Linked DNA regions of Hordeum vulgare: region 2 is linked to region 1. The links are chromatin contacts, called in public Hi-C maps. All regions are on one chromosome and are shown on one strand. Each heading gives the region's core, a stretch centred on a gene start, on an enhancer-like site or on the middle of the called end of the contact. The rest is flanking DNA. Distances are from core to core; before and after follow the strand shown. Region 1 holds the start of LOC123397172 (U-box domain-containing protein 38-like). Region 2 holds the start of LOC123452427 (eukaryotic translation initiation factor 3 subunit C-like).

The links. A called contact is a pair of places that touch in the nucleus more often than the background predicts.
Region 2: a Hi-C map of leaf shows a contact between it and region 1, with 3 times the contacts expected there. The contact joins the promoter of LOC123452427 here to the promoter of LOC123397172 in region 1. A contact is called at or near these places in 2 of 6 Hi-C or Micro-C datasets (leaf and seedling).

The regions. Positions count from the first base shown.
Region 1 is chr5H:535,078,447-535,085,584 of MorexV3_pseudomolecules_assembly, forward strand. LOC123397172 (U-box domain-containing protein 38-like) reads right to left here and starts at 4,517. Exons shown (of 2, transcript XM_045091823.1): 1 at 3,919-4,517; 2 at 3,824-3,827. The coding sequence starts at 4,517. The coding sequence ends at 3,824. It overlaps LOC123452423 (transcription factor MYB4-like), which reads right to left and starts at 676. Exons shown (of 3, transcript XM_045129070.1): 1 at 402-676; 2 at 158-287. The coding sequence starts at 537. LOC123452424 (a long non-coding RNA gene) reads left to right here and starts at 6,074. Exons shown (of 3, transcript XR_006632599.1): 1 at 6,074-6,540.
Region 2 is chr5H:535,324,821-535,331,958 of MorexV3_pseudomolecules_assembly, forward strand. It overlaps LOC123452427 (eukaryotic translation initiation factor 3 subunit C-like), which reads right to left and starts at 3,279. Exons shown (of 4, transcript XM_045129073.1): 1 at 3,178-3,279; 2 at 2,605-2,669; 3 at 683-2,482; 4 at 1-232. The coding sequence starts at 2,628.

The DNA.
Region 1 (7,138 bases), core at 3,267-5,766:
GTTTAGAACTTAGATCATAGATAATAGGTAATAGGTAATAGATTGTACTACACCCATGTGCCTGCCTACCAGTTTGCAGCTAATCCTATACTTGAGTTGATCATACAAGAGTTGATCATACAATTGACAAGACGGGCGAGACCAACTGTCCCAGTACCTGCTGCCTATGCTGATGTAGAGGCTGAGGATGATCCTATCCTCCTCATCTGAGAATCCACCGTGCCTTATGTTCGGCCGGAGGTAATTGAGCCACCGGAGGCGGCAGCTCTTTCCACACCTCCTCAGGCCTGCGGATGCCCCAGAGACACAAGAACGCACACCTAATTAGCTTCTATCTATTATCACTACTCCTTACTGGCAGCATCAGTACATCATACTCGGCAATTCTGATGAGCACATACCAATCTTCTGCGGCAGCGCGATCCAGTTGCCGCCGGTGCCGTTCTGCTCGATGTAGGACTTGAGCGTGGCGTCCTCCTCCGGCGACCATGGGCCCTTCTTCACGCTCGCCTTGTCGCAGCACGGAGCTCTCCCCATGGCGGTATCCTTCCTCCTCTAGCTTCGGGGCTCTCCTGTGAGAGGGGACGGGAGGATGCTTTGGTTAGGGCCTAAACTTGGTTAGGCATGATGATGGTGAGGGCGGTGGGTTTATGTGCTCAAAAGGCAGGCAGGAGAGACGAGGTGTATTATTGACATGGGAAAAGGTGGCTGCGTGTGATGGTAATAAAATACGGTTTAATTTGTGGTGGTCTGATCTGGTTGCTTTCTTTCTAATTGTTGTTTCCCTTGGATTAGAATCTCCATCATGCGTCCATCAGCACTAGTTGAAGACTCATCCATGAACCTGGTCTTGGTGCACCGTAGGGACTTTAGTGAGATCTTCTTATCTAGTCTGCTTCCATTGGTTCATGCGTTATTTCTCATTTGGCTATATACTTTACTTGCATATTCTGTGGTTTGATCTTCGTGCTAATTTTTGTTTGGAAAATACTCCTGCCGTTCCTTGTGACCCGTCCTAAAATATGCATGCAGTTATACAAATGGCCTGGGTGCAAATTTTAATGTTATTTTCATATGAACATGTTATTAATTTAAAAGTTAAATAATTATAAATTTGTGAAATATTTTTCATGAAAAAATGTGGCAGTATTACTTTCATTTGACCAATCTCAATTGTTTTAGCAAGTCATGTATTATGAAGTGGAGTTAAGTCTTTTTTCCATTATATAGAAGAGAAGAAGTAACATTCACATATACACTTTCTCAAAAAAGATTCACATATACCCTGAATTGATATTCCAAGAAATGGCACGCTAATTGTACATCAGAAGTCTCTAAATGTGGATGCCATAAATACTGCTAAATATTTTCCTCTTCTGGATGGTGGGTGGCAACCGTCCTTTTTTTTGTTTTGACACAACATTTGGTAAAAGCATGATAAGTCGGCATTAGCATACATGAACAACAACCACAACATCTTATTGCTATCTATACTATATCAGGTGCTTTTATCGTGAAGTTCCGTCTATGTCTGGCAATTCCTAATATAGTATTACATCATGCAATAGTTTATTAGCATGATCTGACCTTTAGATTGCATCTTCTCTGATTCTTGCTGGCAGCTGTCCTGTTCATACTGGCTCCTTGTAAAAACTTTAAGCTATACTCTTGGAGCCATTTGATGTGCGAGTGCCTTTCAGGGATACCCAGGGGCAACTCTGTAAGTATTCTGTCATATCCCCTTCATTTTAATGTGCCTCTATTATGCCCACTTTGCGGAGAACTTTAAAGTCAAATAATTTGCTTGATTTGAAGTGGTTTGAAGTATACCATTGTCATTTATTACTTATTGACCCCTTCCCCCTGGGTCTCTTCAGTCACTATCAATGGTAGGGTAATATGATGTCACTGGTATGCATGATGATGTAGGCTGGCTTGCATCAGGGTAGATTTTATTTGGTGGTACTTTTTGTGTGTGTCCATCTATTTAACGAACCTGTAATATTTATGTTTCACATTTCGAGCTGTGTTCCTGTAATGATATTTTTTTGTGAAAAGGATTATTGGGATTGGTAAATAGCTGAATGGATTACTGTATTGATTTGAAAATGACAATCTGCGAGAATGGTACCTTGCATTTTTTACTTCTCATCTTTGGTCATTCAGAGAGGATAGTTTTGATGTTTGAAGTAGTATATACACATCTATTCTTCCTTTGAAGTTTTCAGCCTTTTTTTTGCAACACGCAAAAGGTTTGTCTGCCGAAGTTTTTAGCCTTTCAAATGGTTATTGAATAGCCAGACAAACTGAGCTTCTGTCCACTTTAATTAGGGTTGAAAATTCTACTGTTCTTTTTGAAGACTTGGTTTCTGATTCCTAATTTACAACGGGTGTCACGGTGCCCATTCATGTGAAGGCTGAAGAGCTCCGAATGAAGCGAGTCTGGACACGAGAAAACGACGTTGCGGAAATTGTGGGAAAAGTATGAATATATTAGCCGTCAGTCGAATTCTGAAGGATCTCTGTGAAAGTAACTTGTAATGGGAGCTCCGAAAGTAACTTCAAGTGGTGGGTGTGATTAGACAAAGTTTGTCAGTTAGCTGACTACCCTATTTCACACGAGAATTTGCTCATCTTTTATATACCTTTACTAATAAAAGAGACAGCGAAGCATGATGCCTCGAGATGACTGCAGACATTTTTTTTTTTTTTTTTTTTTTGTAAGAGAACATTTTTTTGAGCGTTTTTTTTTTTTGGTAAGAGGACTGCAAACCAGTTTTGTTTAGCGTGGCTGTGGAGTAACTGGGCTGAGGTAGATGTGGCCTGCATGGTCGAGGTTAGATGCCAATTTTTTTTGGCTAATATGGCCCATTTTTATGATATGAGCGACCAGTTGGCAACGGAGCAATTCCAGACCCAACTGCTGCAGCATGTACCAATATGACGTGCTAGAAACCTGGAAAATTTGGGCAGACCCTATTTGGCACTTCAGGCGCTGGTTGCAGTTCAACCTGCAAACCAGCATGCACTATGCCTCAACTCCTGGCCGGGCCATTTTTACGTTTTTTGTCCTGTTCGAGAACTCAAAACTGGTTCGGGAATAGGAGTGACAGTGTTCGAAACCCGCGATCTCCTCGCTTCGGGTCGACTGCCCTAACCACTACGCCATCTTCATGCGTATATATGTGTTTTGTTTTTCATTTCTACATACATGAAATGCCCGCCTATGTTCTCCATTTTTGTTTTTATGTTTCTTGTTTTTTCCTTAAATTCGTGAACTTTTTTTCAAAACTGAAGAACCTTTTCCATTTTGACGAACCTTTTTTTTTTCGAAATACGATGAATTTTTTGGTTTTTCAAAATTGATGAACCTTTTTCGAATTTGATTTTTTTTCAAAATTGATGATTTTTTAATTCGATACTTGATTTGTTTTTCGATTTTTGGTGAACATTTATGTAAGAGTCATCAGTCAACAACCAATCTTTTTTTCATCTGATATCTTTACCTAATAATAAAGAGGCTATCGCTTCCATCGGAAAACCCATCGAGGTGATTTTACAAAAAAAGCCCTTACTGGTTATGACATTAAACTCGTAGTATATATTAAATATTTTTTTAAATACTCATATCTTTTAAACCGTAACTCCAAATTTAACATATTATACATGGAGTTTGATTAGAAAAATATGTAGAATTTAAATATGATATTATTTTATCTGTTAAATGTTTAATAAAAATACTATCTAGGGTGCAATCTTAATAAATAAGTCATTATTCGTCTTTCTTTCATACCGGTACTCATCCGGGTTGGGAATGGACACGTCAACTAAATCAGGATTAGAGATGAAACTGAAGGTCACTTGACTGATTCTTTGTACGTATTAAATCTACATGCAAGCCGTATTAAAATAGAAGACCTGTGAAATTTTGAACTGCACTTCCGTCGAAAAACCCATCGCTGCCTTTTTAAAAAGCCCCTATCTTTTAGGTAATTAAACTGGAACGACATGAACCCGTCCGACACGATGCTCCCGCCGTAGTCGTCCCCGTCGCCGCACTCCAGGCTGCTGCCGGTCAGGTCCGCCTCCTCGTCCAGGTCGCCCCGCATGGCGCGCAGCGTCTTCCTCGCCATCTCGCGCCGGACGCCGCCGGGGGTCCCCTCCTCGGCCACGCAGCGGAGGGCCTTGTCCGCGCCGGCCGCGCGCGCCAGGCTGCGGAACCGGAGGCTGCCGCGGCTCAGCGCGTAGATCGCCGCCACGCACCACTCCTCCAGCTCGGCGACGTCGTGGGAGGAGAGGAGGCTGCCGGACACGGCCGCGACGACGCCCGCGTCCATCAGAGAGGCGCGGCCCTCCGAGCAGCCGCCCACGTTGCAGATCACCATGAGGGCCAGCCTGCGGATGGGCATGGGCTCGACGGCGCTCGACGCGACGCTGAGGAGCGCCTTGGATGCCCCCGGGAAGCGGGCGACCTTGGACTGGTTGACGGCGGCCAGCGAGAGGTGGTAGATGGCCATCCCGGTGTCGCGGCGCGCGCGGGTGGTGGGCGGGGGAGGTCAGGAGGTCCAACAGGGGAGGCACCGCGCCCAGCACGCCGATGGCGGCGCGGTTCTCCTTGTTGAGCGCGAGGCCAAATTTACTATGTGGTGTCACGGGCTAGGTTAGGGGATTTAGGAGTGGGTAAGGCTGGGCATTGGCACGCCTAATGGACTGTGCAATACTACTATCTCTTTTCTTTAATTTCTTTCTCTAAATTCTTTAATTAAAAATATGTGGTATTATTTTTTTCCGTTGAAACGCACGGGTCCTTTTGCTAGTAACAAAAAAAAAAAAGATCCAGCGATCGAATGAAGGAGTGACCTGCATGCGATCGAGCGAAGCGCTTGTGTATAATGGGCCAGCCCAAATTTCCATCGGCGTCCGCGCCAGCAACCTGCTTAAAGTGCCGAACAAGAGCTCCCAGAGATTTCCGTGGGGGCGGAAGCCGGGCGGATATGTGTCGCCCGCTGTGGGTCCTACCATGACTCCCCTGCACGGAGCAGGTTTCGTGCCGGCCCAGTGACCATGTCCAATCATTAAGCTGAGATCATGTTATTATTTGATGTTATTTATCTTCCTTTTTTATTCAATTTTTTGTTTTATTTTCTAACTATTTTATATTTAGCTATATTCTAAATATATATATTACAAAACATACTTTACATAATTAAAAAAATATTTATCTTGCATTTCAAAAATGTTAAACATGTATAGAAAAAATATGATGTATATGAAAGATGTACAATGTCAATTAGAAGATTTATGTGACAATTTTTAAAGGTGTTTATACTTCCTCCGTTTCGAAATATAAATCTTTTTTAAGGTTCCACTACGGACTACATATGGATGTATATAGAAATATTTTAAAGCGAGATTCATTCATTATAATCCGTATGTAGTCACTAGTGAAATCTCTACAAAGACTTATATTTAAGACCGAAGGGAGTACATTGTAAAAAATGTTTCTATAACTAAAAAAATGAGTTGCACATTAAAATTATGTAAATTACATTTTAAAAATATTTATAAGTTTTAGAAATATGTCCGTGACATTTTCAAAAAATAATGTTTCTACAATGTAAAAAATATATTGAATAGTTTAGGAAAAATGTTTTTATCATTAAAAAATGTTCCAGTGCGTACTTAAATAATGTATTCAAAAGAGTTAAAATGTGTTTTTGAAAAACAATATGCATTTGAAAAATGTAAGATATTTATATTTTTTTCAAATATATATTTAAAATGTACAACCTCTATGGAAATAAGTAAACACTAAAACATCTCTCTACTATTAAAGAGGGATCTGCCGTCTGTCGTGATTGTTCGACCACGAGAAATCGCCCCTCGCTAGCACTGCCACCGCTAGCAGGCCCACCGACTTTTTCCATCCCTCCAAAAACCAATAGATTAGATACAGAAAAAAACCGGTTCAAAAAGAAAACCCTCTACCGTTCGACCACCTATCGATCCCCATCCCCACCCCCTCGATCGCACAGAGTAAAAAAACCACTCGATCTCGCTCGCACTCCCAAAAACCAGCCCACACGTACCACACCCACCTCTCCCCTCTCCCCCACCCCTCGCTCCCGATCTCATCTCTCCCCTGCAAAATATCGTCGCCGCCTGAGCGAGGAAGGACCGCAGCGGAGGGACCAAGGAGAAGGGGGTCCCCTCGCTCGCTTCTGCCGATGACGATCATGCGCACCGCCACCCCCACCGCCGTCGCCGCCGCGGCGATCCCCAAGTCGCGGGAAACCGGGCGCAACCACCCTCACCTCCGTCGCCGCTGCAGGGATATGAAGAGAAGGGCCGCGGGAGCCGGTGAGCTCTCCGAGGAGAGCGCCCGCCCTGAGTCCGACCCCTGCCCTCAGGCCGCCGACCCGCATGACGTCCTTACAACATCTCGGCGGTGGCTACATCGAGGGTGCGTGCGGCTGAGTAGAACAAGTACAAGGATGAGGGGAGCGCCAACAACCCGTACTTCAGGACATGATGTCAAAGGTTCGTCAATCTTGATCCCCTCCTTCGTTTTTGTGATTTTCCTACCCGTGAGAAATTTTGATAAGTGTGTCTTTCGTATCTTCTTCAGCAGCACAATTCTCTTAAATGCTTACTGGGATCATCCTTGCCTTATCTTTGACACAACCATGATTGATTGGGCATTTTGACTACAGAATTGTGTCGTGGGATTTGATGCAGATTGCAGTTTCAGTGGACGAATGATCTTTAGATCAAGTGGAGAATAAATGATTCTTTAGCATTTGTTTGTTCACAAATAAATGTAGGGGAACGTCGGATGGGAAACAAAAATTTTCCTACGCGCACGAAGACCTATCATGGAGATGTCCATCTACGAGAGGGGATGAGTGATCTACGTATCCTTGTAGATCGTACAGCAGAATCGTTAGTGAACGCGGTTGATGTAGTGGAACGTCCTCACGTCCCTCGATCCGCCCCGCGAACAATCCCGCGATCAGTCCCACGATCTAGTACCGAATGGACGGCACCTCCGCGTTCAGCACACGTACAGCTCGACGATGATCTCGGCCTTCTTGATCCAGCAAGAGAGAAGGAGAGGCAGAAGAGTTCTCCGGCAGCG
Region 2 (7,138 bases), core at 2,029-4,528, 250 kb after region 1:
TGGCAGCCAATACATTGTCCCTCACAGTCTCCGGAGGACCAACAAAAGTCTGTCTCTCGCTAATTTCAAGAAGCCTGCGGAATGTTCTGCTCATAGGCCTCCGTCTATCGAAAGAACTGGCAGCCATGTTGGGGACCTCAATTAGCATAGCACAAACCAAGTGTATGGCTTCCAAAAGTTCAAGATTTATGTGCATATGGTAAGGCATCATCCTTCTCCTCTCAAGTCTTTCCTGCAAGAATAAGAGTAACCACAGTGTGAAAAGTGATGATCACTAGCACAAAAGTAACTATATCTTCTGAGCACAGCTTTACATATTAAATCCTGTAGCTGAACCCAAGAACTGGAGCGGATATATCAATCTTGGAAATACTTAGAATAAGAGCTGATAATTTTTTCAACATGGATGAAACATCAGAGTTATTTTGTGTAGAATCAGGATTCAAGTATTTGAAAATTCAAAAAGAACGAGGAGTAGCAAGTATAATGAAATAACAAATAAATGCATGAATAGAAAGTCATCGAAGAATTCTGTAAACAGACTTGTTCTAGTACAGAAATAACTCAATAGTGGCACTTTTCCAACTATGAATGCTTTATGCAGGACTAGGTGACAACATACTGGCCAGTGTGTGGCTACCCAAATAAGGGACAAAGAAAGGGTGTGTTCTAGAAATTTCACCTGTTCAGGAGTTTTGTCATTGTATCGGCTTTGCTGTACCCCTTGCGCAAGCAACTCTTTTACTCTCCCAAATGAATATAGCTCAGACAGGCAACCATGAGCTTCAGCAATAAAACCAGCCCTGAAAGCACATAACCCCAGTTGGGCCATGACCCTGTTGTATAAAATCTGTGATGATATGTCCATAAGTTGAACCCCATCTTGTAAATGACTCATTAAGGTCAAGTCACGAGCCACTGAAAATTCATCAGAGATTGCATAGTGATATATCTGACACAGCATTCCTCGGGCTTTGGTCCTTTCATCTCCATACTTGTAAATAAGAGACATCAGATCATCCATCAATTCTCTGTTGCTTGGTGGGAAAGTAGGCTTCCTAGGCACGACCTCTGGAATCACAACAAATGGTGGTGGTCCCCTATTGTCATCAGCTTTTTGATGCTCTTCACCAGCCTCAGTATCTCCATCATCCATGCTAAGTTCGGTCTGCTCAGCCAGTTTCCTCATTGCATCATACACTTCTTGAGGTTTGTAGTAGACTAGTTCAACACGACGCAATGCAACCTTCGCAGCAGCCTTAAAGTTCTGAACCCTTTCTTGGTAATCTTGGACATTCTGTGCAACCACCAAAAACAAGGGTTCATCTCTAAGCCTCTGCACATAATCTTTTGTATATGGATCGCTGCACTGTAAACTCTTGAAAAATTCAGAGTCAATTCTCTCCAGAAACGCAACAAGGTCACCTGTAACATGGATCGTTCCATCGTAGTCAGCACCCTTCTGAGTTTCCTTATCATCAGGCTCCACTGAGGTGTCTACAACAATATTAGGATATTGTTGCAGTATATCAAGCACAAGAAGCATATTATCAACACACTTCTTCCACACGTTGATCGGCATATGACCAAGTAAGCTAGGATTGACATCAAACTGAGCAGAAATCACATGAAAAAGAACTTCAAGCTTCTGGGCAGGAGTTTTTGCCACACGAGTCAAAAAGGTTAGCTTCTCCACACGCTCAATTCTCCCAGTGCCCTTCTTACCCCTCGACGCCACAATCTCCTTAAGCTTTTTATCAACAATATCCCATGTAATCTCACTGGGGTCTTTCAAGAACTGTTTGTCCATAGTCTTATCTTTCTTGCTCAACTTCTTTTCCCAGGATCCACCCGGATTACTCTTATTGTCATCGGTACTGTCACCTGGTTCAGGATCCACAATATCTACGTCAGTACCATCATCACTACTGTCATCACCCAAAACCTTGTCATCTGCAATGTCATCTTCAAAACTCTCTGGATTATCTCTGCACTTCTGGATCAGGTCTACATACTGCTTATTGTTCTTCCTAAGTTTTTGTCTCACTGCACCGAGTGCCTTGAAATTGCTACTGCTCATCTTCATCTTGGGTTCCTTTTTTGCAAGAGCCTCAGCAAGGAAGTCCTCCAGTAATACAAGAGTTGTGATGTACCTATTTGGAATTTTGGTAGATTCATTGACACGAACAACCTTCTCAAGCTGCTTATTGAGCTTGTCAAAGCTCTCTTGCAAGCTAAGCCAGTCATTGATCTTCATTGCATTGCGCATCTGGTCGGCAGTAGCTTTCATCTCATCATTGCGCTTGTCCTTCAACGAGCGAATCACACGATGGCTCTCAGTATCAGAGTCGTCACTGTCCTCTGTATACAAATAGCGGTTCTTGGACACATCACGACCCCCATCACCAGCTTCTGATTTTTCACTATCGCTCCCTTGTTCTGACTCAATCTCGTCCACCTCCTCCTCAGAGTCACTGTCTCCCTGATATTGGGTGGAACAGAACGAAGATAAAGGTATTAATGCATTTGACAAGGATGAAATTTATACATATTAGTTACTGTATATAAGGATGAAACAAAGAATTGGAGTCGGCGACTCAGTACCTGTCCCCAAAAACGAGATGCCATGGCTGTTGTTTGTTTGTTTTCCTTCAACTAGATTCAAAGCTCTGCAAAAGTAATACAGGTAGAGAAAGAATTACAATCAGAACAAACTACAGAAGAATGCAAACGGAGTTTAATTGAACCACAGGCTGGCAGAAAGAATAATAACTTGTATCCTCAGAACACGCAATTGACCCTAGCGGAATAGCAGAACCATGCATACGGACCGATTCAGATGGATCAATCAAACCTCAGGACAAACATTAGCTCATCAGAAGCAGTTAAACCTAAGTTGGCGTCGATGAGCATAGATCTATACCTATCACCTGAACACAAACCAACTGAATTCAGGAATCGTGAGATAGAACGAGCAACGGCGCGACCAAACACGACAGGTCAGCTATGCATAGAGTCCGCGAGATCCCACGGAATCGGGGTGGCGCCCGTCCTCTCGTCGGCGGCTAGGGCTGGGACACGGCGGTGGCTGGCGCGCGACGAGGCGGCGGGGCCGAGAGCGCTGGTCGCCGGGATGCAATGCCAACTCGGAGAGAAATTCGATCAGGTAGATCTTACCTTGCCTTGAGTTGCGTCGGCGGAGCGGAGTAGGCTCGGATCTCGCGGAGAATGGAGGCGTGGGAGGCGGAGGCGCGGAAGCACTGTAGATCAAGGCGGAGAGGGCTAGGGTTTGGTTTCGGAAGGGTTTTTTTTATGAGAGAGTTTTTTTCGCGCTGGACTCTTGGTGGGCTTTTTTTCTTTTAAGCAAGTGGACTCTTAGTGGGCTGGGTCGGCGTATTGTTTGGAGTAAAATGGGCTGGGGGCTGGACCTATGCTCTCTTTCCAATTTTTCTACCCAGCGAACATTAGCTGCATATATACGAGCGCACCCCGTACCCATCCTCTTGTATTTGCTAAAAAAAACTACCGTGTTGTTTAGGGTTTCTTCTACTCTGGTCTCTGGCGGTGATTCTCATCGCCGGCACGAGGCTACCACTAAAATCGCTGGGGGTCGGGGCACTACGTTCCCCGAGGCAATAAACCCTAGGGTTTTTCTATCTTCCGGCGGCCATCGCCGGAATTCTTTCTACGATAGTCGACGATCCGATCTAGCGATTGATGATCTCGACACAGGAGCTTCTGGCAAGGATGACCCTGCAGGAAGAGGAGGCACATGAGTTTGTTTGGAAAGAAGAAATCCCGGACATGGATGAACCAGCGAAGTGGCTCGTGATGTTAGGAAAATAAAACACGACCCAGCAGTGGAGACCAGTGTGTGCGCGCGCACTGGGTGTGCTGGCCGTCGTGGCGTTTGTATGTGCAGGAGTGCTGCAGCTGCATGCGACTTTGAGTCTGCTCTGGCTAGGCTGCATGTTAGCGTCGTTAGTTGGGCACCTGGCCAGGTTGTTAGTAGTGCGTGAGTTGAAGTTTGTTAGCTTACCGCGTACGTAGCTGGAGGAGTTGTGCATGCAGTAGCTGCTGTTACGATCGGATAGAATGAGCTGCGTAGAGCGCGTTTGTGCGCGTCGTGCGCGCGGCCGGATCGAGCGGCAGAGTGGAGAGCACGTTTGCCGTGCGTATAAGGCTCTCCGTTATGTATTGCTGCCAGTGGGCGAGCCGGTGTGAGAAGAAAGAAAAGATTGAGCCGTACGTGCGGCTAGGCGTTCGTCGCCGGAAAACTTCTGTTGTCTCTTGCTCCTTCTTCTACCTCCATCCGCAGAGAGAGAGAGAGAGCTAGCTAGGCCTGCCCCAACATTTGGTATACAGAGCTTTGTTGCGATCCACTACGTCGACCATGTCCATCGTCCCGTACGGCGCCGGAGGGAGCACGGTGTCGCTCCCCGTGCCGATGCTCACCGGTGACAACTACACCGTGTGGGCGATCAAGGTGGAGGCGAACCTCGACGCGCAAGGGCTGTGGGAAGCGGTGGTTTCGGCGGAGGACTCGGCGGCGGCGGTCATCGCGAAGAAGGACAAGCCGGCGAGGGCATACCTCCTCGGAGCGCTCTCCGAAGACATCCTGCTGCAGGTGTCGTCGAAGAAGACGGCGGCAGAGCTGTGGGCGAGCCTCAAGACGCGGTTCGTCGGCGCAGACCGGGTGAGGGCGGCGCGGCTCTCTACTCTCCGCGGCGAGTTCGATCGCATGCGCATGGAGGACGGCGACGAGCTGGACGCGTACGCCGGGAGGATCAGCGGCATGGCGGCAAGGTACGCGGCCCTCGGAGCAACGCTCGACGACGCGACAATGGTGAAGAAACTGCTCGACACCGTGCCGGACCGGCTGTATGCAGCGGTGGCCGGAATTGAGCAGTTCTGCGACGTCGACGACATGCCGTTCGAGGAGGCGCTTGGGCGGCTGAAGGCGTTCGAGGAGCGGACGAGGCGGCGCACTCAGGACAGCGGCGGACGAGGCGGCGACCAGCTCATGCTCACGGCGGCTCAATGGGAGACGCGGCAACGTCAGCAAGGCGGCAAGTTCGACAACGACGATGTTGACGCGGGCAGCACGGCGTCGGGCAGCAGAGGAAGGCGGCGTGGTCGGTGCTACAACTGCGGTGTGCGTGGGCATTTCTCCCGCGACTGCTGGAAGCCAAAGAAGGCGACGGAAGAGAAGGCTCTCTTTGCCGACATCGACGACGACGGACCTGCACTGCTGTAGGTCGTGTATTAGGGGGAGATTGTTAGGAAAATAAAACACGACGCAGCAGTGGAGACCAGTGTGTGCGCGCGCACTGGGTGTGCTGGCCGTCGTGGCGTTTGTATGTGCAGGAGTGCTGCAGCTGCATGCGACTTTGAGTCTGCTCTGGCTAGGCTGCATGTTAGCGTCGTTAGTTGGGCACCTGGCCAGGTTGTTAGTAGTGCGTGAGTTGGAGTTTGTTAGCTTACCGCGTACGTAGCTGGAGGAGTTGTGCATGCAGTAGCTGTTGTTACGATCGGATAGAATGAGCCGCGTGAAGCGCGTTTGTGCGCGTCGTGCGCGCGGCCGGATCGAGCGGCAAAGTGGAGGGCACGTTTGCCGTGCGTATAAGGCTCTCCGTTATGTATTGCTGCCAGTGGGCGAGCCGGTGTGAGAAGAAAGAAAAGATTGAGCCGTACGTGCGGCTAGGCGTTCGTCGCCGGAAAACTTCTGTTGTCTCTTGCTCCTTCTTCTACCTCCATCCGCAGAGAGAAAGAGCGCTAGCTAGGCCTGCCCCAACACGTGATTGCCAGGGTACACACACCAAAAACTTTCAACCCGAACGCGTTGTATGGAGACATGAGGGCGGCTTGGAATCCCGCAAAACCTGTAGTATGGCCGAAGATCAGAGAGAACTTATTCACGGCGTAGTTTGGCTGTCTCGGGGACTGGAACAAAGCGATGTCTGAAGGACCATGGCTGATTCGTGATCGAGTGGTGATTATACAGGAATATGATGGCTTCAAAAACCCTGATTCGTTCAAACTGGATAAGTTGGTTGTATGGGCTCAGATTCACAGGCTGCCAGACAAGTTCCTGATAGAACCGGCAGTTAGAGGTCTAGCATCTCGGATAGGCGACGTGGAAGAAGTTCAGTTGAAGCTACCAACAGGGTTTTTTGGAGAATTTGTTAGAGTAAAAGTGAAGATAGATATCAATGCAAAGATCAAGAGATTTGTCACGGCAAAGAAGGGAAACGAGAGGGTAATGTACCAAGTTAAGTATGAGAAGCTCCCGACTTTCTGTTTCCATTGTGGGGAGTTCGGCCACTGGCATGAGGAATGCGGCAAAGGTGAACGTGATGTGAGTGACATCCTTTGAGGGGAGAGTTTCTTTTTGTTGACAGTATACGCTCTAGGCCTTTTGGCCGGGGGAGCTCGTCCCAGAGGGGGAGAGGGAATGCCTGGTCAGGAGGCCGTGGCAGGAGTCGAACTCACTATGATTCTTCCCAGAGCTGGCGCTTTAATGCGCAGCAGACCCACACAGCTCCTGCAGGCTGGAACCCAGAAGAGGATCAAGCCTATGAAGTCTTGCAGCACCTCGCATCGATGGTGCTCACAAATGCTGACACGCTGCAATCTCTCAAACGGACCTCGGTTCAAAATCGTCCTAGCACATCAACAGAAGAAAAAGGGGATGATGAACTGCACAACCACCTGGATCTTGTGGTCAGGGGAGATACGCCCCTGGTTCCTCCTCTCCCACCAGTGTATGTTTCCCATAGGAAGGATAGTAAGAGGCCAAAAAATGCAGCAAAGGAGAAGAAGATAGGCAACATGGGAACGGTTGGTGGAAACAAACTTGATTTCAACAACACAGACACTTCGGATGAAAGATCGTCGGGCTCCCATGGGGAGTACCGCCGGGCACAATGAGTATCTTAAGTTGGAACTACCGTGGTGCGGGCAACGCTGCGAAAGTTCGAAAGCTTCGCGACCTCGTGAAGAATTTTGCCCCTACCCTATTTTGTATTGTTGAAACACAGATTGATAGATTAAGGGTAGAAAACTTAGCAGGGAGTATTGGATATGATAATGGCTATGCTGTAAGTAGTCAAGGTAGAAGTGGTAGTCCAGGATTGTT